Regions from separate parts of the Drosophila melanogaster genome. Here region 2 is linked to region 1. The links are chromatin contacts, called in public Hi-C maps. All regions are on one chromosome and are shown on one strand. Each heading gives the region's core, a stretch centred on a gene start, on an enhancer-like site or on the middle of the called end of the contact. The rest is flanking DNA. Distances are from core to core; before and after follow the strand shown. Region 1 holds the start of CkIIalpha-i1 (CKII-alpha subunit interactor-1). Region 2 holds the start of CG17032.

Region 1 (7,271 bases), core at 3,022-5,521:
ATTTGTTATAAAACTAACACTACAACTACTGACACTATATAGACAACTAATCATGTCTAGTCCTAGGCCTTGGAGACTATGTATATAAGTAAAGTTTCTCGATCTCTGTACTGGAGATCAAGCTTTTCCAGACATATATATATATTCTACGTTAGGGAACCACAAACACACCTTAACTCGAAAATTGAATGCGATCAATTGTATAGGACATTTTTAATACGAGAAAGAACAAGATTTTCATACCAAAAAGAAAAAAAGAAAAGTAAAACATAAACGAGAGTCTTCCGCTCAGCACACGTAAAGTAATATTTTGTAATAACACTACAATCGCTGTTCGACTTTAAGATCCAAGTGAGAGCGAACAAATTGAGTATAATTATGTTAGAATCCCTTCTGTATAAGCTAAAAGTGTTTATTGTGAGCCTAGTGAACCTAGCCTACTTCAAGCAGAGTGCTCGCCGTTGAACGTATTTTTAGAGAAACCAACAACAAACTAAATCTAACTTAACTAAAGCGTAGCTTTAAACCGCCCCGAGTACAGATCGTTGTGCTTCAATTTTAAGGTCTTGACAGTTGACTTTTGGCAGGGGCAATGAAACGTTTCTGCGGGGCGAGAACACGATGATTAACAAATAATATTTCCGGGCCGTATTACTTACTGCCCGCCCCCACCTATGAAAGTTAGACGAGAGAGGAGAGAAAGATGTGTAAGAAATATTACAAATAATAACAATGTAAATAATTAAATTGTGATATAGTATTTCTTAGCACAATTGTGATCTTAGCAAACGGCTGGCAACTACAAAAACTTTTATAAGCGCAACCACAACACCATTTTAATCAATCAAAAGAATGCCCCCGCACACACACCGTTCGAAATGAAGAGCCACTTTCCCACAATCAGGGGCAATATCAGGCATATCTCGGCAGCAAAGTGTTTCGTCAATTTTTGATTGACCACTTGGGAATGGGATTGTGAAGCTAAACATGAGAAAACAAAACATTTAACGAATTTAAATTAGTTTAAAATTGAATGCCTAAAACGTTTGCAAGCATAAGAAATTTGTATGATATATACGATGAGCGACTTTGTAATTTTACGAAACAACCAGAACGGGAGTATATTTTTGTGAGCCACTAGTGCGTAAGTTACGGGGGAGAGAAGCCTTTTAAGAAATGTTAAGTCTTTTGATAACTACGCGTAGAATTCGTGATGGTTATTCAGCCAGGCCAAGTTTCCTATAATTCGTAAGCATGTCACGTTAGCATGTTAACTAATTCCTCCTTCAAACGTAGTCTCCAATGTGTGAAACAGTTGCCTATTAGCGTTTATCTTTAGACTAAGCAATGACCAGCAATGTCTCCAAGGTGGTAACATCAGAGCCAATAGGTTTACATCACCGAAAATCAAAAGAAGTTCCCTGTAACTCGGCCTTTTGTGTTCAATTCGAAAGTAGTTCTCTAAGCGTATCGGCCGAAAACAGTAAGAAATTTGCATTTGCTTTAAATCTTTTACCATTGACTTTTAAAGCTTTTTGAAAAGCCATATTAACTTTTATTTTATATGTTTACTTAATGAGCTGCAAATCTGTTTTAAACACTTCTCTCCTTATTTGGATTTGGATTATACTTCATTTTTATTAAAAGCCTATAGTTTAAAGTTTTATTTTTTTGGAAACACTCAAGATCCGTTTCCAGCCTCAGACAAATGCCCAATGAAATTGATAATCTTGTCTTTCTATCCTAATTTAATGCCTTCTTTCTTCTCAATACCAAAACGAACTTAACTTCTTTGGTCATTTGTCTGGGCCAAGTGACAAACAACATCAAACTTATCATCCATCAAGCAATGAATATCAAACTACAAGAACAGCGTTGTTTACACAGCTTGAAAATTTCAACAAACCCAAGAATAAAATATTGTAACATTTTGTTGTAAACGAAGAAAGAAACTCAAAAGTGCAACAATTTAAATATGAACCCAAAACAGAAAAAAAAACGACTCTTCATTTGATGAACTGCAATCCCATTACAATTTTACCAATCCAGAGACACACATTATATTTTACTTTCATTTTTTGAAGAACCATAGACATAGCATTAATTAACTTTAGTAAAGGGCTCCTGGAACAACAACCGACCACATTAAGTCTAAGTGAATGTTGGATGCGTGAGGACTTGCGCTATATTGAAATCTTGCCAACACCTGAAAGTCAGAACCGCCCGACGATTGGAGTGATCCGAGTACTGGCTCCAAGCTAAATTTGCTATGCATTTTAACCATTGTATCGAACATAGACAAACCAAAAAAAAAAAAAAACAAATCTGTAAACACGTCCAAAACAAAAGCGAGGACGTGGATGCACAAGAATAGATTTCCTGAAAATAAAGTGGAAAGTAATCCAGATTCTTTGGTTGAGCAATTCTATTCTAGTGTAAGCACCTCCTTCAAAATCATACGATATCAAAAATACAATTTGTAGAATTTAATGCCAAAACAAGCAAATACAAAATCCAAGTTAACTCTTCAATCAAGAACAATTGTAACGTAAAAAGATTATAAAATAACTTATTTGTGGCAATATATATTTCCAACGTTTTCCCCCCAAAAATTTCCGGCAATAAATTGATGTACCAAGTTTTAAAACTGATTGTTTATTTCTATTGGGTTTAAAAACACTTCATCTCAACGTTTATCCACGAAGAGAAATTATAAAACGGAAGTATGTTTTATCCGCCTTTTTTCACAATTGTAAAGAATACAACGCGGGGGTAAATTTCTTAATAACAAAAAAGTTATACTAAAATTGGCTATCTAAGAATTAATAATATACACACAGTAGTGGAAATATTAATTTATACAATTTAATCAGTTTTCAAGATTACCATTATTTGCTAGCCTAGTTGGTAACTAAGGTCTTGAATTGTCCGAAAGATTGATGTATTTTCCCTTCTGCAGGGAAATTTTCTTGGGCAGGCTGATGAACTCTCCTCCGTTGGTACATTTCGTCGGGGATTCCGGGAAATCTGCCTTAGCGTAAAAGCTTTTCTTGCGGTATGGCAACTTTCGGCGATCGGGTTCAACCCGTTTCATGGGGTCCAGCGTCATAAACTTGCCCTCCAGAAGACGTCGTTCCTGTTGGGTAGACGGCACTTTGCTTTTGAATCCAGAAAAGAGGCCGTGGGAACTCATGTGCGACATTAAGCGCGCCCACACTCGATAACTTGAGGTGCAGTCCTTATATGGGCACTCATAAAATCGCTGCTGCGTGAATTTGACTTTATGGCTCCTCGTGTGCCTCCTGTAGGATCCTTGGTTAGCGAAGGACATGTTGCACTCCACGCAGATGAAATCGGATACATTGTGAACGCTGTTCTCGTGGCGGATAACGTCGAAATAGCGTGGGAATATCTGGTTGCATCTGAGGCACAGAAATTCCAAATCCTTTGCGCCGCACATGGTCTTGTTGTGTTTCATCGTCTTCATGTGCTCATGTAGTTCGTGTAGTTTGTGGAACTCTGAACCACAATCGCGGCAATAGTAGACCGGATTCGGGCGGGGTTTACAAGAATGCATGCGTATGTGGGTCAGGATTTCGAGCACATGGCCGCAACAGGTGCACAGCATCCGAGTGGCTTGGGTCTTGTCCTTGAAGAACTTGGTGACTGCCAAGCCATCGCGTGACAATCCCACGCTGAAGAAATCCACGGACGCGGTTTTCAAAGATTCTTCGACTACGATCTCCATATGCTCGTTTTTTTCCAATGGATCTTCCTTCACTGGCTCCGCGATATGCTGATCGAAAGAATTCTCCTCATCATTCTTTTCCGTTTCTACCTCTTCTTTGTTTGATGTCACCTCCAACTTGATCTGAAATGCAGTGGAGTCGTCTATTTCGATGGGCCTCCGGTGAAACTCGTCCTGGGCCGTGCCCCACTTCTCCAGGGATTCGCTTATGCGCAAAGTCTCTCCAAAGCAGGGCTCGCAAATGCAGTAATTTTCCCCCAGGATAGCAGCCTAAAATACGTGGGTTTCTTTGCATTTGACATCCATTGGACTCACTTTCAGAACTTACATCAATTTTGTACCAATCGAAAAGTCTTTGCAGCAGTTTATTGGCCGATTTGAATTTGGGCTTCTCGAGATCGATCTCAATTGCTCGGTTATCCTTGCATAGTTTGCAAATTTCCGCTTCTGTCATTTTGCTGATATTTTCGAGGAGGTCCAAAAACCAAGTTAATAAAAGGCAAGTAATCAATGATTTCTTCGATGTCTGCTAATCGATACTATCGATAGATGTTTAATTTATCGATACAATGCAGAGCTGCTTAATGTCGATAGGCAATTGAATTAATCGATTTTTAATTTACGGACTTAGAAATTTATGCAAATCTAAAAATAAATTAATTTTGATTGATTTGAATAGAGATAGTTGTTCAGATTTAGGAGTTAGGTGAACGATCTGAGATCGAAGTGAATTTTCTAAAGATGCCGCCTGCATATTGAACGGTATAAAAGCTTTCAATGTACACAAATTTGCCTAACATTTGCTAAGAGAACCGGAAAATATTGTTTAATATCATAATCGAACAAAAACCAATTTACAAGTTTAGACTGTAGTTTTTTCATTACCTAAAAAAGTATTTGTGTAATTATTTGAATGTTCGAAACCCAAAACAAGAAAATACAAATAATTATGAAAAAAGTAAGAAGTTGACTAATTGCAATATAAATTTAAAAATTAAAAAATGTTGTAGTGAATCCAGGATACCAGGAAACTAGTTCCATTCGCCTCCGATAACTTCCGAGTATCGATAGGCTCTATCGGCCATCAGAATCGCGATCTAGTTCGGTTCGCGTGCAGCAGAACGCAAAGTACAACAGGATTTTTTTCGTTCCGTGTGACGTGAAAAGTGCAAATAGTAATTGTTCGAATTAGTTTAAGCCTAGCTAACTAACTAAATAAATAGCCATGGTAGGTAGTTGTTGATTGACTGAGATAAAATGCTGACGCAGTGAGCGGTGTCAGTGTGTATGCATGTGAGCCGCGCGTTAACTGGTGTGTGTGTTTTTGTCGTGGCAATGTGTGCGTGTTAAAAAAAGCGGCCGCCGCGTCACAATACAAAATTGTGCTTCGATTTTTCCTAATTGCATTTCGATTTCTCCCTATTTCCGTCTATTTCCCGGATCAGTCGTTTGCGGAAAAGATAACGGGTCTGCTGGCACGGCCGAATCAACAAGATCCAATTGGACCGGAGCAGCCGTGGTATCTCAAATATGGAAGTCGATTGCTGGGCATTGTGGCCGCCTTCTGTAAGTTGTAGGATATATAATAAATTATCTACTAGCTTAACACATTAAAAAGTTGGGAAAAACATCCGTGACATTGGGCGGCCCAAAAATATGTTGCATCGATTTTTGTGTACCACCCTTTGTTGTTGTTGCTGTTATCTATTCGTAGGTGTAGGTGTGCAGTTGTGTTCGTGTGTGTACGCACGCTCTCTGACATTGATAAAGGAAAAACAAGAGAGGGTGAGTGAGAGGTGAGAGGCAGTGAGAGCGGAGAAAGGAAACATGGAAAAGACAACACAAAAAGGATACACAAATTCACACACTGAAAAAAATACTAGTTATGTATGTAGCTAAAGTTTATTTTTACATCAAAATCAAAGAAATGTAGGGTAAAGTGTGAGATTTCCAAATGAATTAAGAATGAAACGTATAATTTTAAGGTAAAACAAAGTCCAAAAAAGGTTTTTTTTTGTTTTGTTATTGAAATATAAAATAATACATTCACCCACTTAACTAAGTGGGCTTCCTGCACTTAATATCTCTTATCTAACCATTTCGTTTGATAACTTTTTATTTCGTGTGTAGGAAATTGCAAGTATGTATAGGAGCTTTTCTGTGTCAAGTTTGGCGCTCTGCTTTTTCTTTCCGCATCGAATGTAATTCTCTGTGCCCATTCAATCGAAATTCGCACTGCCTTTTGTTGTATCAGCAGCTTCCCTCTTTCCATCTCTATTTTTAACTTTGTTTTACCCGTTTGCGTATTTGCTTTTTTATCTGGACTCAGTTAACCTTAACCCTTAGGCTGCCACACGTGTTATAAGTGCAATATCGTAATAAGTCTATGCGTATCTTAAATTCAATTGGGGCATCTTTTTTGTAATTTCATCATCACCTTCTGAATGCATAAAAAAATGCAGTTCAATAAACTTTTAAGTAGTCGTGATCTACTTTGATTAAGTCCAAGTCAATCTTTTTAATCGCAGTTGGGGTTTTGATTATGCTATTGGGTTTCGTGTCGTTAGAATACTTACAAAAATTATTTTAAAAATCAATCTAAACCATACATATGTATATAAATGAAAATTCCACAGAAACAATATGCCTCATTGACATATTATTCCTGGAATTTTTAGAGATCAACCAAAGGAATATTTATTTATTCAAAACGTTTTTAACATCTTTTTTTTCTCTGTACAAAAGCATCTTTTGTTGTTGGATATTCTGGCAATGATTCTCACTTAGTGAAATGCAGAAATTGCCCAACAAATGAACACCATCCACTTAAAATCAATATAAATAGCTGAATACCTCAATTAAGGGATCACAACTCACTCGTCCGGCTTCCACAATGAACCGGTTTTGTTTGCGTAAAATAAAACCAAAGTCTATGATTAATAAATAATTTTATAAGCCGTTCCGTGGAGCACAACGACTTCTTCCCCAGGTTGGGTCAGTTTGCCTGGCTTTAAGAACCGCAATAACCTCAAAACCCAGATCCGATTTCGCAAAAGGAAAAACCTAACTTGCGAAGCTAAATATTAAAAGTGGCCTAAATCGTGAAATCTTTTTTATTTTATTATTCATGTATTTAGAATTTTAGAATTCAACCTTTCCTCGTGATCTTTTGCTGCATTTATACCAGCCACTTTTATCCAATTATCACGCCCCAGGCATTTGTTTATCTGCGAATTATAGTCGTATGTGCTGTTTACTCTTTGTTTATGCTTTTATCATAGACCAAAAGCAGCTGATAAAATATTTTAATGTAATTCACTTGTACGCCCCTCTAGCGATATCGAATGGAATTTAGTGAATTCTACCTGTGAACTGAACTACTTACTATCAACTAACAATTTGCCCAACTGTTTTTCATGCTGTTTGTCACGCTTCTGTGGCTCGTTTTTGTTTAAAAAATTTTTAAATAAAAGAGAAGGCCATAAAAAGTTAGAAATTGGCACAATATGAGTCAGCGTTGTAG
Region 2 (7,271 bases), core at 1,580-4,079, 140 kb before region 1:
ATGGCTGGCTGTCGCCGGCTGTGGCTGCCATGGAGCTGGCTCAGATGGTCACGCAGGCCATGTGGAGCAAGGACTCGTACTTGAAACAGTTGCCGCACTTTAGTCCCGAGATTGTCAAGCGGTGCACAGAGAAGGTGAGAGTAACAACAAGTGAATCTCTAGGATTATCTCATGTTTCGTCGTATATTTCAGAAAATCGAAACCGTTTTCGATATCATGGAATTGGAGGACGAGGATCGCACTCGCCTGCTGCAGCTCTCCGATTTACAAATGGCCGATGTTGCTCGATTCTGCAACCGTTACCCCAACATTGAGCTGAACTATGAGGTGGTGGACAAGGATCGCATCAACTCAGGATCAACCGTTAATGTAGTGGTTCAACTGGAACGTGAGGATGAGGTCACTGGCCCAGTCATTGCTCCATTCTTCCCGCAGAAGCGCGAAGAAGGATGGTGGGTCGTCATAGGTGATCCCAAGACCAACTCCCTGCTCTCCATCAAACGGCTCACGCTGCAGCAAAAGGCAAAGGTCAAGCTGGACTTTGTGGCACCTAGTCCGGGCAAACACGACTACACTCTGTACTACATGAGCGATTCCTATTTGGGTTGTGATCAGGAGTACAAGTTTTCCATCGAAGTGGGTGACTTCCAGTCGGAAAGCGAAAGCGAGTCAGATTAGTTTTCTTTAGGATCATCAGTTGGGCATGTTTGCACAAATGAAAATCAATCATTTTACAATTTACGCGCATTAATTGTAGCAATAATAAATTCGTGTACTACTTTAGTAGAAACCAAATTGTACAAGGATACACTGAGGATAATTATATAAAGTAGTACAAAAAAAAAAAAAAACAAAATAAAAAAAACCTTTCAACTTTCTTTCGCTGGTTGATACCAAGAATCTAAATATTTTGTAGTCAACAGTGCCAATTCTTATATTGTCTTAAGCTTTTAAATTTCGTATGGAACAATTCAAGTTTGTTGTAATTTGTAATCTGGATCATCAAAATGCAACCGTTTAGATTTTAAAAAAATCATTCAAATTATTCATTCAAATTCAATTCAATCATAAATATTTATTTGGATTTTTTAGATATTTGCACATAGGATTGCTGACAAATAGATTAACTTGGAGGTATTTTCCCTGTATGGTGAACTTGGCTTTTAGCGGCTGACAGAAACTGCCGATCCATGGCTACTGCCACGATTGGCTCCTCCATTAGCGAAGCTGTTCGTGGAGCTAAAGTTTATTGTCTGTCCATTGGGAAGATGGTAAACCTGACTCAGCGAAGCACCTGCCGCATTATTGGATCCAAAGGGGCTGGTGTTCTGGGACTGAGTGGCCGTGCTTGCGGAGGAGGCACCGAATGATCCATTGGCACTCTGCGACTGGAAGCCCTGAGCCTGCCCACTGGCGGCCGAGGATCCTGAGTTGAGTCCATTGTTGTAGTTGCTGTGGGCAGCTCCGTTGGATGCGGCCTGCTCCTGGTTGTAACCACTGGGTCCGAGTGGTCCCAGCGGATTTAACTCGACGTTGGCATTGGCATTGCCGCCATCTGGTCCGGCACCAACATCAACACCCGCTTTGGTTCCCCCAGCGCCGGCCGATGTACCTGCCTGAACTTTTCCACCTTGATTACCGCCGAATCCGGGATTTCCTCCGAATCCTGGGTTACCGCCGAATTCCTGATTACCGCCGAAACCCTGATTACCTCCGAATCCCTGGTTGCCTCCAAATCCTTGATTACCGCCGAATCCACCTCCAAAACCAGGCTCTCCACCGAATCCGCCACCGAAGCCGGGATTTCCAGCATACTGACCACCAAATTGTCGCCCAAACTGACGCTTCACCCTCTTGTGAGCGGCCTGGATTCCGGATATTTGATCCAGGACCGAACGGACGCGACGCACCTGCGGATTAGACTTCGGTTTGATGTACAAGGCTGATTCCACCACTACTTCCTCGATAGTGGCGCCCTTGGAAGCTGTAAAATGCAATGGTATATACTTTATAAAATATTTTATATTTATTTTAATTTAATTAATAGAAGCTGAATAATCGGCAAGCTTATTATTAAAAAATTCGGAGCAATCTATTATTTTACTAAATATTTTACGCTTTGTTCGCACTACAGAATGTGTACATATGTATACACAAAAATTTATAGATAGATATGTATTTATATATATTTACAGAATTTCAGATTTGAAAAGTATTTTCCAAATGTATTTAGGAAGTTTTACAATCTAAGAATTGTAAGATTTTCGAGCGTTAAGAATTTTACTTACGCAAATCATCATCGCCGGTTTGAACCTGCTTCTCGTTGCGCTGCCTCAGTTGAGGAAACGCCGACGCAGCTGCCAGACAGATGAGGGCCACAAATAGCACCGGAATTGATACATTCATTTCGTGTTCTTCGATTAGATTGGTTGCCTTCTGGAGATCGCAGCTGGACACGTCCGTTGGCTGCGCCGCTTCGCGATCAACTGTTGGATGTATATATTTCAGCCTGTCCGCTCCGCCGCCAATCGGCCGATCAACTCTCACTTTCAATCGCCGTAGGGGGCTGCCCCTTTGGTCTGGATGGCGCTAATTGCTTCTATCAATATTCAAGATGTTCGGCAAATACGAAGAAAAAAATTGAAAACCAAAACTGGCTTGTATAATCCAACGATTTTTGGCACATGTAACCGATGCAAACTTTGTATAATGTTGTATTATGTAGGAAAAAAACAAAACGGGTGTACAAAAGCCGAAACCGGTTGGCGGCCAAAGCTCGTGGAGGAACTAGTTTGGTTTTCTTTTGTTTATTTTGTTGCTTGGTTGCTTGCTGCTTGGTTTTTGTTGCTTTTCGATTTCCATTTCGGGAAACAGATGTTGTCCAGAACTTTTACGGGTCCACAGAGTGGAGGCGGACAGATCTCCCCGAATGAGTTGGTGCTTGCAAGTGGGGGGCATCCCAGTGAACATTTGTGTAGGATTTCCAAAGGCAGACGCTTGTCTGCCCTTTCAGCTGATAAGAGGCTAGAATTATCGGTTTAGTTGGAATAATCACTTTTATTTCTATTTCTAATCTAAAAGGCTAGACAATCTTTCAGAAAAATAATTCATGGGAGTGCTTAAATAAATGAATAAATGGAATTTTGTTGTAACATACTATTACAATTTAAATTCGTAATTGAAAGAAATCAATTATAAAAGCAAATGGTTTATTATAGTAATAAATTCTTCCATGAATACATTAGTTAAATAAACTGTTTATTACTCTTTCCACATTTAATCTAAAAGTATTGACAAATATTTCAGAAATTTAAGTAAGTTGTGCAATACGAATTTAAACGCGAATTAGGACATTCACAGCTTCCTTCCATCAAAATGAGAATGAAGTGAACGATAACAAAGGGACATTTGTTGAGATCGCTTAATCAAACATGTAATATTGGGTATATGCGAACGACTTGATGATGTATACGAATTTGCGTACTAACTAAATGGATAAAACACAATGAACCGAAAGTAATATATATTTTTTGTACAACTTGAAAGTCGTCATGAGGCGCTTGAATGGTTTGTTTTGCGAGTTTTTCCTTACAATATTGTTTTTAATGCTTACTCTTACGTTAAGGAATCAACAAAACTGAGCACTGTTCGATATAGTTAGCATTTAACCTAGGATAAGTGGTTAATCAGCGGCTGAGGGCCTACTCGATGCCATGGGCGAAGATCATGACCAAACCTGGATCGATCATGACGTCCTCAGTCATGTGGAGGTTGTCGCAGCTCAAAACGAGCACAGCTTGCTTGCCTGCGGAAGAGTAAGTTTAAAGATAAAGCCTTGTTGTTAATATTTATGTTTAAAATTGTTACCTGGAATGCGTCGACACACATAGTTGTCGTAGATCCTACGATTGGTTTGACGTGTCTCTAGCGAACTGAGCCCACGGGGCCAACGTCGCTCGTGGCAGAACTCCATAAGACTATCCAGGATGTGTGGCGGACAGCCCGACTCGGACAAAGCGCGCTTGATCATGAGCTATCAAATGAAAAGTGAGTTAACGTTTTAAAAAAATTTAGAATTTGGGCTTCACCTGCAGTGCATCGTCGGGCGTAGAGATCATTCCCCCCCAGCGCGTAACCCTGGCCCGGGGCAGTGTGCTGCTCCAGCGGATCACCTCGTCGCGCTCCATCTGGTCGGCTATGGCCCGCATCGCAGGATTGGAGACGCGCATGGCACGCATAAAGTCCTTGAATAGCTGCAGCTCGCGCTTCAGTTCGTTGATAGTCAGCTGCTGGTCGGTGAGCTCCGATTTGAGCTCACCCATTTTTTCCGTCTGCTTGACAATTAAAGTGCGCAGCTCCCGCACGCAGTTGTGGTCCTTTAGCTCATCCTTGGGTATGTCAAAGCCGCATCCCTTCTCGCAGGGAAATGGTCGCTTCGGATTGTGAATGCATTCGTCCAAATGGGAATTGTAGGCGTCTAGCTTGAGAACAGCCGTGCAGCCATAAGGCGCATTGTCACAGGTGATTGACAGTCTGGTTGGCAAGGGTCAAAGATTAGTTAGAGTCCACAAGGTTCACAGAGTAGAAGGCGTTGGGTTTTTCTCACCTGGACAGTAGGTTGCGCAATATGCGAGGCACTGCCCGCAAGTTGGCAGTAGTCAGGGAATTTCGATCCACCGGACAAGTGGGCTGGCGGGTTAGCCACTCGTTAATGCATCCGCGGCAGAAGGCGTGCTCGCACATCACGGCCTGAATCGGTAGATATGTATGATTGTTTGTATTTAAAGCATATGTATGATTCGCGGTGTGCGTTCTTTGCAAACAAAACAAACCTGCAGCGGATCCTCAAGCACTCCGGAGCAGATGGGACAGGTGAGCTCCTCGTCCACCTCCCCCTGAAAGCGATTCACATCGTAGCCCATCTTAGGTCCTCAGCACGCTGGCCATCCGCATAAAAATACTATTAATAATTCTTTTCTGCGGATTGCAAAATCTGTGTGTTTTTTTTTCGGTTCAGTCAGTGCAGTGTTGTGTAGTGTGACTGAGTAGTGTTGGAAAGCTAGGATGGCACTTCAGCTGTAATCCGCGAGAAATGGCTTCTTAAAATAACTGTTTAGCTTGAAAATATTGAGATATTTTCTGTTCCACCTTAGTTTTAAACTTAAGTTTGACTTAAAGTCAAAATTTTTGATATAATAGAATTCTTGTTTGATCTCCATTCATTTATTTGTACTATTAAATTAGCTTTGGCCAGGCAGCTTAACAAATTAAATACGTCATCGTCCTGGTTAAAATATGTTTACACACTTGTCGATCATATGATTAATAAATAATATACATATCCTGCCCAAAGGACCACGTCAGCATAAGCCACCGGTGATTAATCAGCGCACAGTTGATTTAAAAATATAGCATCTTTATAATAGGTAAAAATATCAATGTATTTAACAGTCTGGACCGTTGGCATGCCACTATTTGGTATACAATAATGAAATTCGTCAAAAAGGGAGTCCAATGGACATGGCTACCCAATTCATAGACTAACACAACACATAAAACATTTAACGCTTAATCCGATACCCCCAGGTCCCCGCACCCTCGTAGCCAGTGATCCTGTACTATATCTCGTTGCGATCCTTCCAGCCATATTTCTGGCGCTGCTGCTTCTCCCTACTATTGCTATTACCCTGCCTATTGCCATTGTAGGAGGAGCTCTTCGGCGGGGCGCAATAGCAGGATCTCTGCTGGGAGTCCAGATAGGAGCGGCATCCCAGGGTCAATGTGCCGGTGAATAGCATCTTGGCAGCCGCCTTGCAGCCCTTCATCATCAGATCGCTGGCTATGGACTTCTCGTAGCTGTCGCAGTACTTGTACAAGCACCTCTTGAAGTCCAGGTCGCACAGCTCCTTATCGCTATTGCAGGTGTCGTAGCAGATATCGTGGTCATTGCAACATGTCTCCATCTCCTTGGCCGGCAGATAGTCTGTGCTGATCCTCAGGCCCAAGGAACCACATCCATCTGCGGTGGGGGTATAGAACTTATTCTGAACCGCTCTGGGCGCTGTAAGATAAACACACATATGGATGCTGGGGAATTTACATAATGCGCAGTGCGTCACCACACCTGGTCCTCCGATATCCGGTGCGGGGCACTGGTATATGCAGTTCTCGTCCACGGCCGCATCGAAAACCTCGTGGACCGTGCGAAATTTGCGCACCAGCACTATCAGGTTCTTGAACACGTCACCAAAGATCGCCTCCGCGGCTATAATGGCATCCCTTAGCTAAATCCGGGGAGAGAAGATACAGGAGTAACAGATACTAGCTCTCACAGATTTCCTACGAGAAGCGGTGCACCTTACGTGGACTATGGTGCTGGATCCATAGCCTGAATAGGCGTAGGTTAGGAACGTAAGAAGGTATATGGCCACCTTCATCCAAGAGAACTGCATGTTCGCTGTTTAATTCGTTTTTGAAGGGTCAGCTATTTGTTGTTTGCGCGTAATAATAAACTAAACTATGCGAAAGACATTTGTAGCAGTGTGACCAGGCGTCATCGTTCAAATATACCAACCGGCTCGGAAATCATACCAAACTGCATATGAGGTTGCATACTTTTAGGCACTGTCCTGACATTTCAAAAAATCCTAATGGGAAATTTAAAACCGTTTTTAAATATTATAAATAAAATACGTTATGATTTATAAAACAAAAAAATTTATGAAAAATAAAATCTTGTTGGCTTTGCAGAGAGTATTACAATTAATGCTATACATTAATAAAAGTAAATTGAATTTCAGAACACTGGCGCCATCTGGTACAGACAACTCAAAACATTTAACTGACAATACATATACATCGATATTTCGAGGGGGGAAAATTCAAAAAATTGGGAATAAACAAAATTTTCCTTAAATGGATTTGTGGCATATATTTTTGGAACGTATTTTAGTGGCTTGCAGAGTCAGCGCAAGTGTCTTCGCAAATTTCGGCTGCGGTTTGTATTCCAGCTGGAAGCTAAGTGAGTTGTTTCCCACAATTATACTTAGTGCGGCAAGGATACTAACATTTTTATGCCTTACAGTCTGCGGCGACCATGACTCGGCTTCCGGTCTGCGGGCAGGACTTGCCACGCCCACTCAAAGAGGTGAGTGCATGCAGTGTCCTTGCACTTGACAAACAGGACTGAAGCAGCCTCAAAACGAAATAGTGAAATAGGGAAAAAAAAGTCGCGCACAGAAAACGTAAACGCAAAGCTTGCTGACATCTCG

The links. A called contact is a pair of places that touch in the nucleus more often than the background predicts.
Region 2: a Hi-C map of the Kc167 cell line shows a contact between it and region 1, with 2.9 times the contacts expected there. The contact joins the promoter of CG17032 here to the promoter of CkIIalpha-i1 in region 1. A contact is called at or near these places in 12 of 107 Hi-C or Micro-C datasets (the D17-c3 cell line, the Kc167 cell line, the S2 cell line and 4 more) and 2 of 6 datasets of contacts at active chromatin or transcription factors (both in the Kc167 cell line).

What each region holds. Positions count from the first base shown.
Region 1 is chr3L:15,813,979-15,821,249 of dm6, reverse strand. It overlaps CkIIalpha-i1 (CKII-alpha subunit interactor-1), which reads right to left and starts at 4,271. Exons shown (of 2, transcript NM_079372.4): 1 at 4,077-4,271; 2 at 2,629-4,018. The coding sequence starts at 4,202. The coding sequence ends at 2,912. fwe (flower) reads left to right here and starts at 4,840. Exons shown (of 6, transcript NM_168633.4): 1 at 4,840-4,976; 2 at 5,194-5,314. The coding sequence starts at 4,974. It overlaps DCP2 (Decapping protein 2), which reads left to right. Exons shown (of 5, transcript NM_001259847.2): 5 at 1-2,516.
Region 2 is chr3L:15,954,401-15,961,671 of dm6, reverse strand. It overlaps CG17032, which reads right to left and starts at 2,829. Exons shown (of 2, transcript NM_140560.3): 1 at 2,289-2,829; 2 at 1,063-1,984. The coding sequence starts at 2,406. The coding sequence ends at 1,164. It overlaps elgi (early girl), which reads right to left and starts at 5,122. Exons shown (of 5, transcript NM_140559.1): 1 at 4,833-5,122; 2 at 4,607-4,749; 3 at 4,089-4,533; 4 at 3,868-4,033; 5 at 3,239-3,805. The coding sequence starts at 4,922. The coding sequence ends at 3,702. It overlaps Pka-C3 (Protein kinase, cAMP-dependent, catalytic subunit 3), which reads left to right and starts at 6,875. Exons shown (of 9, transcript NM_168638.3): 1 at 6,875-7,021; 2 at 7,085-7,147. The coding sequence starts at 6,916. It overlaps GXIVsPLA2 (GXIVsPLA2,), which reads right to left and starts at 6,576. Exons shown (of 3, transcript NM_001274974.1): 1 at 6,363-6,576; 2 at 6,125-6,284; 3 at 5,207-6,061. The coding sequence starts at 6,452. The coding sequence ends at 5,619. It also overlaps Brr2.